2 separate regions of the Mus musculus genome follow, and region 2 is linked to region 1. The links are chromatin contacts, called in public Hi-C maps. All regions are on one chromosome and are shown on one strand. The core of a region is the stretch at or near the end of the contact, and the rest is flanking DNA. Distances in the headings are between cores, read along the strand shown. Region 1 overlaps Gm26861 (a long non-coding RNA gene). Region 2 has its middle 540 kb from the start of Gm40666.

Region 1 (6,172 bases), core at 1,900-4,399:
AACAGTTTCAGAAAGTATGGAAGTGTCACCAGAGCATGTACAGTCAGAGGCTAGAAAGATGTGAAATATAATAATACAAAATGTGTAAGTCACCTCCATAAGGATCTGGATAGCAGTCTGAACTTAGAAAATACTGGTAATGAAGTCTCAAAAGGAATAAGAATATTCTCCAAAATCAGGGGGACAGAGTCTTCTCAAGTGGCACAAAGCTGAGGAAAATTTACATGTCAATAACACTAATCATGAAAAATTACCCAATAAACTATTCAAGCAAACTGCTAAGGGTGTCCCTGGTTTCTTCTCGCCTCTTATATGCAAGAGACAATAAACTGGGGGATTGATTAGTTTAAAAAAAAAAACTACAGGGAATGATCATCATGAGCTAACTAAGCCTCTTTGTTTAGGCAAAGAAAAAATTTAAAAGTACTTTCTAGGAGTGACCAGGAAAAAAAAATGGGTTATAGGGCCTTCGTTAGTGATAACAGAGTGAGTGTAGATAGACGTACACAAATTTCTGAAAAAGCTCAGGCAGATAAGGCATTTGAATATTCTGCTGCAAATCCCATCATTTCAAGCAACTCAGGGTATGCTGAAGGAACCCTTCAGTGAAGCACAAGTCATGGTGAGAGCTGTATGGCATAGTCCCTAAACCTTGTCAGCAGAACCCAAAGTAGAAAGGCTTCTCCAGATCCATGGAGTAAGTCTTTTCAAATCTGCAAGGAAATTACAGCACTAAAGTATTGGTAAAATAGGTTGAAAGAAAAACTAGTCAGAACAGGAGTACACAAGATCTAGTTCTCAGGTAGGTTTCTCCTTGCATAACACAAACTGAGAATATTGTGGAGAAATAAGGTCAACAAAAGCACCTAGAGGCTAAAGCCAGGACCACCAAAGCCGTGCCCTGTCCTGGAAACAGAATCAAGGACCATTCAATATTTGCTTAGCTCAGTTTCAAAATTATTATGGTTGCTGTCTCACCAACCTTCTCCACATTCTGGAAACTGTAATGTCATTATCCTGTGGCACACTGGCTTGGTAGAGAACACTTGTTTCCCTCGTGTCCCAGGTCTATAGATACAGAGATGTGTCCCAGCTAACTTCCTCCATCAAGTGAACTCATCCCCACTTGAGCCTACCTTGAAGGCAAGATCTTGGATTTAGATTAAATTGTAAAATTATCTTGTATTCTCAAGGAACAGGGTGTTTTTGTGCACTCAGAAGACTATCTGGGGGTCTGAGCACAGACCTTGTTAGATAGTCTCTATGATGTTCCCTCCTGATATTAATGAAATAAAGTAAAACCATTCTTTACACAACTGGCTTCTAACCAGAATATTTTGGAGTTGAGTGAGTGCAACTTCTCTATTATTTATGATTCTGTCTTGCCATTTTGGCCCTTTCTGTCTTCCCCTTTAGCACCTCTAATGGTTTTCTTGGAGGTTTATGAGACAAGAAAATGAAATGGACTCAAGAAAACTGTCAGTGCAAAAAATGAAAATTTTCATTGAAAAGATGAAATTCTACCAATAAACATGAGTGTCTGGAAAGCAGATCCTTCACTTTTCAGTCATTTAGATTGACGCCTATAACTGTATTAGTAGTCAATACCATCCACAACCTTTTGAAAGACCCTCAATGAGAGAACACAAGTACACCACACCTAAGCTCATGACACACGCTGTGAGTTAACTAGCACAGACGTGTTTATGCCTCCAACACAATGATAATTTCTACAAGGCAATAGTTAAGAAACATACCTTTCATACATAGCCATGTGTTTTACTATGTGGCAGACATTAATACAGATAAAATACCTTCAACAGCAAGTAGACACCCTCACTTTTTGAGTAGTCTTACTTTGTTTTGTATCTCTTTGGTGATTTTTAGAATTTTTCTAGGTTTTGTACATTACTAGAAATATTATCTTTCATGAGGTAAATTATTTCCAATAATTTAAGATCTTACGCAGAGTACTTTCATAAAATACTTGCCCCATAAGTTCATTCCAATTACGTAAATTAGAAAGCTTGAGAGCTCAGATATGAACCCCAAATGAGAAAGCAATCAAAGCAAGGTCACACTTTGGTCCAATTACTTTAGGGTTGTTGTTGAAGAGGCAAGAAAGAAAATATGTGCCTATCCCTGTCTAGGTTTTTGTGTCACATACAAATTCATGGATATATTGGGTACCTAGGGGATGTTAAATGTATTCTCTGAGCTTTGTCCCTTCAGCCAGGATTCTCTGTAACTCCAACTTCAGCCAGGACTCTCTGTGACCCTCCCTTCAGCCAGGACTCTCTGTGACAGCATTTTAAATTCATGATTATTGAGTTAGCATCCACAGTGAAACCCCAAATCAGAGATGAAGCACTATACCATAATATATTTTCTTATTATACATACAAGGATGAAAGGGTCTCCTGTTAAGCTTTGAAGGTGTCTTCTCAAAGTATGTGGCAGAAACTTGCACAATGGCAGGTTGGGCAGGTGCCACTGTTGAGATCTGGCTGGGTCCTGCAAGAGTGGAGAAGATGAAGAAATGAATTCTGTGAATACTCTCTCCCCTTTCTTCCCTCCTTCATTCCCTCCATTCCTTCCTCTTTCCATGTCTCTCCACCTCATATTTTCCTTCCATCTTCTACAATAGTATTATATAACAAGAATAACCTCACTAAAAACTAGTCCCCTGATCATGGACCTCCCAAACTCAATAACCATGAGCTATTAAAAGTCTGATTATCCTAAATTACCCAGTTGAGGTTATTCTATGAAATCAGCAGAAACATATTCAAATGGCTTCCTGCCATGATTATTTATTTCAATGTCTATATTTTTTTAAAGGTAGTATACTCCCTTGAATACAACTTTCCCTGGGACATCAATGGCAAACTGGGAAAATTTTCTTTGGATACTTCCAAGGGTATGAGTTGTGTGTGTTTATGTGTTTGTGTGTGTGTGTGTGTTTGTGTGTGTGTGTGTGTGTGTGAGAGAGAGAGAGAGAGAGAGAGAGAGAGAGAGAGAGAGAGCTAAAAGAGTCCTTCAACTCCAAGAACATGTCAGTGTGATTAATGTTATAATAGATATAAGCACCAGGAGGCTGATGGAGGAAGAAGCGGCCCCCCTGTGAGCCTGTGGGATGAGGACATGGGCAGTTTTCCAGAAGAACAGTTCGCCAGCCAGCTCATGTTTCCCTTCTCCTTCCATGGCTAATGCAATTTCACCTCTGACTTTAACATTCTGTTTGGGATTTTATTCTTACCTCTTCTCTCATGCTTTGCTTTATTTTCTGCCCAATAATCCTCTTTTCAACAACACAGCCAGCTCTTGTTGGCTTAGCTATCAGATTAAGCTGATGGCAAATCCTAAAAACCCTAGCCATCTCTGCTGTATCCTGAGGAGGTTGGAGATGTTAGTCCATGAAACGTAGCTGGAGCAGGGCATTGGAGAGGAACAACAACAAAAAGGAGCTTAGGGAGCCAAAGGCTCAGAAAGAATGTCAGAACTGGCAGGGGAGGGTTTGCAGAGCATCCCGGGGGACACGCTCTCAGTGGACATGAACAGATGGTGGAAAAGAAAAATTATATATAGACACACACATATATTTAAAAGCTGTAGAGCATGGCCCATGGAGCTCGAGTAGGTTGACAATTAGCATACCATATTATCTATTATTTTTAGTTTGCAGATCCCTATTTATTTCTCTCAAGGAGTGCTCTTAGCATGCCACAGATTTTGAAATGAGGGACTCAGGGAAGGGTGGGTGAGATTAGGAGAGATCAGAGTGACTCAGTGGAAAATGAGCGCAGATGCTATGGCACAGTGCCATCCCATCTTCCTGGGCAGGCACACAGACTGGCTAATGAAATTGTCGGGGACTTTGCTGGGGCTCCAGAGCTCTTGGCTCCAGGGACTCCGTGGTGAGGCACATCCAAGCTTTTTTTCTCGCCTTCCACCTTACACATGACAGCATGTGCTCTGAGAGTCCTGGGGTTCGTGGACCCCTTCCTTAGTTTCTCAGCTTGAGCATACATTAATCTCAGGAACCTTTTTTTCTATGTTAAAAAAATAAAAAAGATTGAGCCTGGTTTAGCTGTTCCCTGAAAGGTTCTGCCAGAGCCTGACTAATACAAACGTGGATGCTCACATTTGGACTGAGCAAAGAGTCCCCAATGGAGGAGTTAGAAAAAGGACTGAAGGACCTGAAGGAGTTTACAACCCCATAGGAAGAACAACAATATCAACCAACCAGACCACCCCAGAGCTCCCAGGGACTAAACCACCAACCAAAGACTACACATGGAAGGACTCATGGCTCCAGCCGCATGTGTAGCAGAGGATTGCCTTATCTGGCACCAATGGGAAGGGAGGCTCTTGATCTTGTGGAGGCTCAATGTTCCAGCATAGAGGAATGCTAAGGAGGTGAGGCGGGAGTGGGTGGGTGGGTGGGAGACCACCCTCATAGAAGCAGGGCAGGGGGCATGATATAGAGGGTTTGCAGAGGGGAAAGTGGCAAGGGAGATAACATTTGAAATGTAAAGAAATAAAATAACCAATGAAAGACAGATAGATAGATAGATAGATAGATAGATAGATAGATAGATAGACAGATAGATAGACAGATAGATAGATAGACAGACAGATGCTAAAAAGTCCAAGAGGAGACAGAAGAAAAAAAAAAGAAAATGATTATTATTAAAAAGTGTGTTGTGTAAAATGAAAAACAAATATGAGGAATAATACCTTGAGTTATTCATGGCCCCAAATATCTTCTTCTTGTGTTTTGTTCAACACTGTAGGACATATACTGAAAGAGGAAAGGCAGAGCAATGTATTGGTGTGATGACACATGAACTCATAACTAGCTAATGGGAAGATGTGAAAATAAATCTACTGAAGAAAGATTGTGGGATTTCAGGGCCCCTTGGAAATTTCAGCTTATCCTCATAGCACTATGGTCATTTCTACTATCTGGACTAATCTAACCAAATCAAAATCATAGGAAGAGTAACAAATATGGAAAGTGCAAAACCTGTGTTGTCAATTCAGGATCCATGTTTATTTAAAGAATCTGTGAGAAAAGATCAGGAAGTAGACTGTTTTTATTTTTACTTCCTTTGGTAGTCTTCTTCCCGTTAGCTTAATCTCCCTCATTCTTTTTTTTTTTTTTTTTTTTTTTTGCTAGAAAGTGAGCAATCTCAATCTCTCTCTCTCTCTCTCTCTCTCTCTCTCTCTCTCTCTCTCTCTCTCTCTCTCTCTCTCCCTCTCTCTCTCTCTCTCTCTCTCTCTTTCTCTCTCTCTCTCTCTCTCCCCAAAAATCCCACACAGGCCAACCAACATCAATGTACTCTCATATGAATTAGTCAAACCATTCTGTCTAGATTTCCTTTTGCCTTTAAATCCAAACCAATGATTTGAAAACGTATTTTATTAGTTGATGCATTGCCATTGGACTCAGGAAGCCAATGAAGGTGGAGTGAAGTCAGGATGTAAATGATGGGTATGAAGGGGTAAGTGACAAAACAAATAGGTATAGGGTCCAGGGAGATAGCTAAGTTGTTAGAGAGCAAACCTTAGAAGCATGGGGATATAAGTTCGGTCCCCAGAAGACATGGATTTTTGTTTTGTTTTTTGTTTTTTTTTTTTTTTTTTGCTTTGGGTCAGGTTTATAATGTGAATCCAACACAGGGATGAAATAAGAGAATACAGGGGCTCGCTGGTAAGTTAAATCTGTGGGTTCCAGGGTGGTGAGGACTGTATCTGTAAAAAAATTAAATAAACAAATAAACAAATAAGCAAATAAGTAAATACGGAAATAAAGAAATAAAAAGTGAATGGCATCTGAGTAATAATAGACAAATCTACCCTCCGGCTTTCACACATGCACAGGCACATGTGCATATACACATACACAGACACACATACAAATACAAATATACACACATGTAAACATATATAAACCCACATATACACACCCATACAGCCATACACATACACACAAAATATACATAAATATAGGTTATAAATAATGTTAATATTAACATCTTAGTTATGCAAATTATAACTTTATCTATAATAACAGCGAATAAGTCTGTATTTGTTACATCCCTTACATGTTTGGATATTGAAAATCTTGACACTCATACTTCATTAAATTTTTACAAACTCTTTGAAG
Region 2 (6,172 bases), core at 2,290-4,789, 560 kb before region 1:
TAGGGAGATGTGGAAGACACTGCTTCTCTTGTATACTTGGTCATAGAATTTTAGCCTCAAATTGGCTATGCCAGTGCCTGGCAAACACAGAAGTAGATGCCCACAGTCAGCTATTGGAAGGAACACAGGGCCCCCAATGGAGGAGCTAGAGAAAGTACCCAAGGAGCTAAAGGGGTCTGCAACCCTATAGGTGGAACAACAATATGAACTAACCAGTACCCACAGAGCTTGTGTCTCTAGCTGCATATGTAACAGAAGATGACCTAGTCAGCCATCAGTGGGAAGAGAGGCCCCTTGGTCTTGCAAACTTTTCTTGTCATGGCTCATAGGTCTGTGCAACTGATTTTTCATTAGCCTGACACTCTTATAAAAATTACATTTATTTATTATTTGTTTACTTATTTATGAGTGTGTGTGTGTGTGTGTGTGTGTGTGTGTGTTGTGTGTGTGTGTATACATGGTACTTGTGTGAGGTCAAAAAAACCACTTGAAGGAATACAATCTCTTCTTCTATCATGTGGATCCCCAGGATCCAAGTCAGGCCATCAATTTTGCCACTAAATGCCCTTACCCACTAAGTTTTCTTGCCTGCACTCAAACTCTTCACATAGGAAGAAGCACAAGCCAACCCAGAACACACCCAATCAAGGACATCTTAGACTCTACTTTCCATTAAAACCATTTAGTTCTTTCGCATTTTCCAAAATGCAGCAAACCAACACTCTCCTGAAGGACTTCCTATCCATAGCCATTCCAAGGCATCATGGTCACACTCTCCAGCCTTAACAGAGCCAAAGGGAGGACGTCATCTCTCATGGCAGCCTTACCCAGCCTAATCCACTCAATGTGCGCCACAATCGTTTTACTTCATTAGCTCCACTCCAGTGTGCCAGGGAGTCAAGCTTACCCCCAGAAATCACCATATATTAACTACAATTCCATGAGGCAGCAGAGCCGTTTAATTTGAAGATGAAATTCCAAATGCAGCTGGAGCCCAATTTAGAATTTTCATTTCTGTAAATGGAAACGCAGATCAGCAGAGCGTATCCCGAGTGGAGGCTTGTGCTCTTTCTCCTGTAAATTCCTTTGCTCTCCAAATAGCTAAGCATTTGAAAATAACCAATTTGATGCTGGGTTTCAGAAGTTACTACCCTAGTGTGGCAGAGCTGGGATTGGTCCTCGGTACAGTTACTGGGCAGAAAGTGATGCTTACCTTTTCCTCCAGCCTTCACTCACTTTTCTCTCGTACCCAGCCTTTAGTTTTGTCTATTGGCATGAAAGAGATTTGACACTTATTTGTTAGTACTATATTTTTTGCTGTGGAAATAATGAACACACCTGCAGTAACCTAGCATTTTATAGAGCAAAATAACTGACTATGCTCTTCTCAACCACAAAGAGGATCCGTGCCAGCTGCAGTCCTGTCCATCAGGCAGGAAGAAGGAGAGCAACTGCCACCAGACTCAGGTCTGTGTTTCTTTACTCCCACTGTATCTAGATGCTGGATTTTGAGAAACCCAGGGACTTCCCATGGGCTGCGATTTTCTGTGGTGTGAAGTGGGATATACAGGAAGAATGAACACTGTGGTGGCTTATATGTGCTTTGGCCAGAGAGTGGCACTAGTAGGAGGTGTGGCCTTGTTGGAGTAGGTGTGTCACTGTGGGTGTGGGCTTTAAGACCCTCATCCTAGCTGCCTGGAAGTCAGTCTTCTACTAGTAGCCTTCAAATGAGCATGTAGAACTCTCAGCTCCTCCTGTATCATACCTGCCTGGATGTTGCCATGTTCGCACCTTGATGATAATGAACTGAACCACTAAACCTGTAAGCCAGCCCAATTAAATGTTGCCTTGGTCATGGTGTCACTTCACAGCAGTAAAACTCTAAGACAGGAGCATAGAAAACAATCACACCTGACTCTCATTCTGTTTCAGTGTGTTGTATGGCTTTTTCTGAGGAGAAAGAACACATCTATTCAGCTCCAATAAATGGCTGGCCAACGAAATAGTTCCATCCATAGATAACTTGGTCAACCCAGGAGTATTTGGTGTTTATTTACAGCACATGTGTGATTCAGGTTTCACTGCCCAATACAGCTTGGGTGATGACTCAGGGAACCTGTATGATTGATGTTCCCAACAATTTATAGGCAGGTCCACTGAAAAGTCTCTCCTGTATCACCTGTTGTATACTGCTGGTGTGACCTCAAGAGGGAGCCTTATGAATCTTGTAAATTTCATTAATTTCCTGTCCCTTAAGTGTTATTAGTTTCCTGAACAGTGGGTAATTCTCTGTTCTCCTTCCAGAATGCAATGCTTCAATTCAGAGGGAGCAGTCACACCGTGAACTGATTACAATGATGCAAGCACAGGCCACTTCTTGTATACTCTGTCCTATGACCTGCTATAGGATGATAGACCCTCAAAAATGGGCACATCATAATCCCTGGAACATGTGAATATACTTCCTTCCATTTTTAAAATTAGTTTTAGGGCTCCCTAGGGACATAGGATTAAGAGGAAACACACACTCACAGAGACAGATACATGCTTGTAATTTATTTTGAGAACCATTTCATGCAGCCTGGAGTGTCTAGGTCTCACTAGAACTGAGGAATCCTGGAGGCATAATTTGTATAGAAAGGACTGGGAACAAAGTGAGGGGTCTTCTGTGGTATGAAAGCACCCCTAAAGTTTCCCATGTAGGAAACTGGATCTCCACTTTCATGGTATTTAGAAGTGGGAGTTTTAAAAGCTGGAAAATCAACACTCCACCCTAAAGACTGAATTAATCCTTAAAGTGAATTAATGATTTTAACAGAGTGTTTCTAACATGTTATCCCTGGACTGTCCTGGTTCTCTGTAGAGAAAAATGGCCCTCACCATTTATTTGAAAAGCAAGCCTTCTCACTGGGGATGACTTCCAGCAGTAGTACAAACTGGTTGGATGGTAGAAAACAAAATAGGAGAAACTAAGGTTGGTGATTTTTATGACAGTTTCCTCCTAGCAATAGGCAGTGAGTTTCTTTTTCATTCCTCTTTCATGACATTTTGTCCACAGCAGTACCTTTTTTTGTGAGATACAGCACACTTTCTCTCACATGAGAATGGCCTCTGTACCTGTTACATGACAAAGAAGAGGCTGGGGTGCCCACTCTTACTCTAGCCAATCAACAATTCCACTATTTCTTATAGACAGAGACAAAGACAGAGACTCAGCCACTGATGTAGGAGTGCAGAGGCACCTTTAAACCAAGAGAAAAAAGAAAGAGGGGATCACCAGGTGTTACACCCTCAAGCCCCTTAGAGTCAGTGGTCTCCCCAGCTCTGTGGGTGCATTCTTTACCAGAGAAGTAACATTTTCTGATAAATGCTGTTGCTTGCCTGTATTTTTATTCTTAACACAGAAAAGGAACACACCTTCTAGTCCATGTCACTCATTTGGCAGAGCAATTATTCCTCCTGGTAAGCTATTGGCACAGGCCGTGATGAAGGCCATAGTGTCATCTGGTGATTTTGGCAAGCTTTGCTCTCAAGAAACCCTTCAAATTTTCACATCATTAAAATGTGCCTGACAGAAGACACAGATGCTGCTCTGGCACCTTCCTCTCCTTTGCTTAATTCCCAAGAAATGAAATTGTTCTGCCTGAAGCCGTCTTACCTTAAAATTGACATAACAAAGTTAATTGATTTAATGTAACACGATGATTGCAATTGCGTAGGAAACTGAACCATATTTTGACTAAAGACTGATCCCACATGGATTTAAATAGAGCTTTTCTATTTGAAAACCAGGTGGAGACAATGAGCAGTTCTTCCTGTTAGGAGAACAGGGCAGGGCAATGGTAATTTAAGATTCTTCTGTGGTTCTTTCTCTTAAATCATGATGACAATTATTTTGAGGAAATGTCAGGGCATCCACAATGTCTCTTGAATGTGAAAAAATAATGTCCCCCACAGGCTTATGTACTTGAACAGGAGGTCCCCAGAGGGTGGCACTGTTTGAGAACAGTGTGGAACCCTCAGGGATGGAACCTTCTGGAGGAATTGGGTCACTGGGAGCAGATCTTGAGGGTTTTTAGTCCCCAAATATTTCCTGTTTGTTCTCTGCTTCCTGACTGCATATGCAGTGTGGTAGCTGCTTCCCGTTCCTGCTGCCATGCTTAGCTGTGATGGATTGTCTCCTCCAGCTGGAGCTGAAACAAACACTCCCTCCCTCAAATTGTTTCTTAATAGGTGCTCTGTCACATGCTCCTACATCTCTCTTTGCCTTTGAGACCCCAAAATAGAGGCATGATGAAATCAGCAGCACCGAATGTCTTACTAGAAAGCCATGCAGAGGTCGAAATGACTGGTGAGAGCCTTGGGAACTATGAAGCCAAACTGTTCAGGGTTGCTTTCTTGATTTGAATCCTTTTCCGTTCCCACAACTGTGACCGAATACCCAATGGAAACAATTTAAGGAAGGAGAGAAAGATTTATTCACTTTGGGGTACAGAGTATTACACTCCATCATGGCAGCAAAGGCAAATTAGAACAGCTCTCTGTGGCAGCAGAAGCATCAGACAGTAGCTGGTCACATGATGGTAGACAGGAAGCAGAGACTGTGGCCAGGATTAGGGGTGGTTATAACCCAGTGACCTAGATCCATTTTCAAGACCCTACCTTATAAATTCTCCATGGCCTTCAAAATTTTTGGAGGTCACATTCAAAACACAAGTCCGTGAAGGATATTACAGATTCAAACTACAATAGGATCCTGGAGGTAATATGTAGGATTCACTATACATTCATTCATTCATTCACATTTATAATGAGGGTATCAGGGACCAGTATGATGGCTGTCAGTGAGTTCTTGAATGTAAATGTGGAGCCCTGAGTCTGATCTCCAGCATCCACATAAAGGCCTGATATGGTGACATTTATGTGTATAACCCCAGTGCTGGGTCAACAGGATCCCTAGAGCTTGCTGACCAGCCAGTTGAGCCAGTAGCAATACTTGAAGAAGTCACCGAATGTCCACCTCTTACCTCCAAATAAACGTGAACTCTTGTTCTCAAGTCCACACATACTTGAGAATGCACGCATATGCACACACACACACACACACACACATCATTTGGTCAGCTCTCAGTAGGATTTTACCACTACCCAGAAATCCCTTACAAGTCACTAATGATCTCAAATAATGACAAACATGGTGATTTTATATCTGTCTTTAGGTTATAAATACATATATTTTACCTCTTTGGATACTACTACTTGTTCCTTCTTACATTCCTTTATTGAGCCTGCTCTTCTGTCGAGCTTCCTTCTGAGGTGCTTCAGCTTTGTCATGGGTTTGAGCTGCTTCCATTTGCTGCCCACACTGTCTTTCTGGATGGCATATCTAATATCGAAGTTTTAGGTACTCTTAGGTAAATATATCTCATTTGATCTCCAGCCAAGAATACTTCCTACACTTGTGGTCCTGTATCTATGGCTAACGCCTGATTTATCTACATCACTGCTCAGTATGCAGACTACGACTCAAGCTTATCAGAGAAGAATTCCTAATCTTTCCCTGCAGATTCTGCTTCTTTTCTACCATTCTAGCTGCTAATGGTTTTCTCCATAGTCCACCAAGTTGACTGGTCCAGTTGAATTTACCTGGGATCCGTTCCCATTCCTGGGTTCAAACCATCAGCAAGCCATGATGATTCCCCTTGCTCAGCTTTGAGACTTACCTTGAATCCACTGAAAACCCCTCCACCCACCCACACACTTTCAGTACACACACCTCTTACTACCATCTGAGGCAGAGCAGTATACATGCCAGGCTGAGTTATGGGTCATTGTACAAGTGTTACTTGTGGCTTTGGCTCTCATTCAGCATTCTTCAGAAACACTGACTTTAATTTCATTCCGTGTGTGTGTGTAATAATATAATTTATTATTTCTATGAGTTCACTATAGTTGTCTTCAGACACATCATTATATATATACACACACACATATATATATACATATATATAATTTATTTTATTATTTCTATGAGCTCACTATAGTTGTCTTCAGACGCATCAGAAGAGGGCATTGAATCCCATCACAGATGGTTGTGAGCCACCATGTGGTTGCTGGCTATTAGGACTTCTCGAAGAGCAGTCAGTGCTCTTAACCACTGAGCCATCTCTCC

The links. Hi-C and Micro-C count contacts between places; a contact is called where the count stands out from the background.
Region 2: a Hi-C map of cerebellum shows a contact between it and region 1, with 2.8 times the contacts expected there. The contact joins two enhancer-like sites. A contact is called at or near these places in 2 of 484 Hi-C or Micro-C datasets (cerebellar granule neurons and cerebellum).

The regions. Positions count from the first base shown.
Region 1 is chr13:10,651,223-10,657,394 of GRCm38.p6, reverse strand. Gm26861 (a long non-coding RNA gene) reads right to left here. Exons shown (of 7, transcript XR_001780860.2): 5 at 4,741-4,804; 6 at 2,404-2,514. Among named protein-coding and RNA genes, the nearest start is that of Gm40666, 20 kb to the left of the region's middle. Within about 2 kb of position 3,149, at least 41 of the 459 cell types and tissues checked have an H3K27ac peak or open chromatin away from gene starts, as enhancers often do. A contact at or near this core is called in cerebellum, where this site is marked.
Region 2 is chr13:11,214,203-11,220,374 of GRCm38.p6, reverse strand. No RefSeq gene overlaps it. Among named protein-coding and RNA genes, the nearest start is that of Gm40666, 540 kb to the right of the region's middle. Within about 2 kb of position 3,539, at least 2 of the 459 cell types and tissues checked have an H3K27ac peak or open chromatin away from gene starts, as enhancers often do. A contact at or near this core is called in cerebellum, where this site is marked.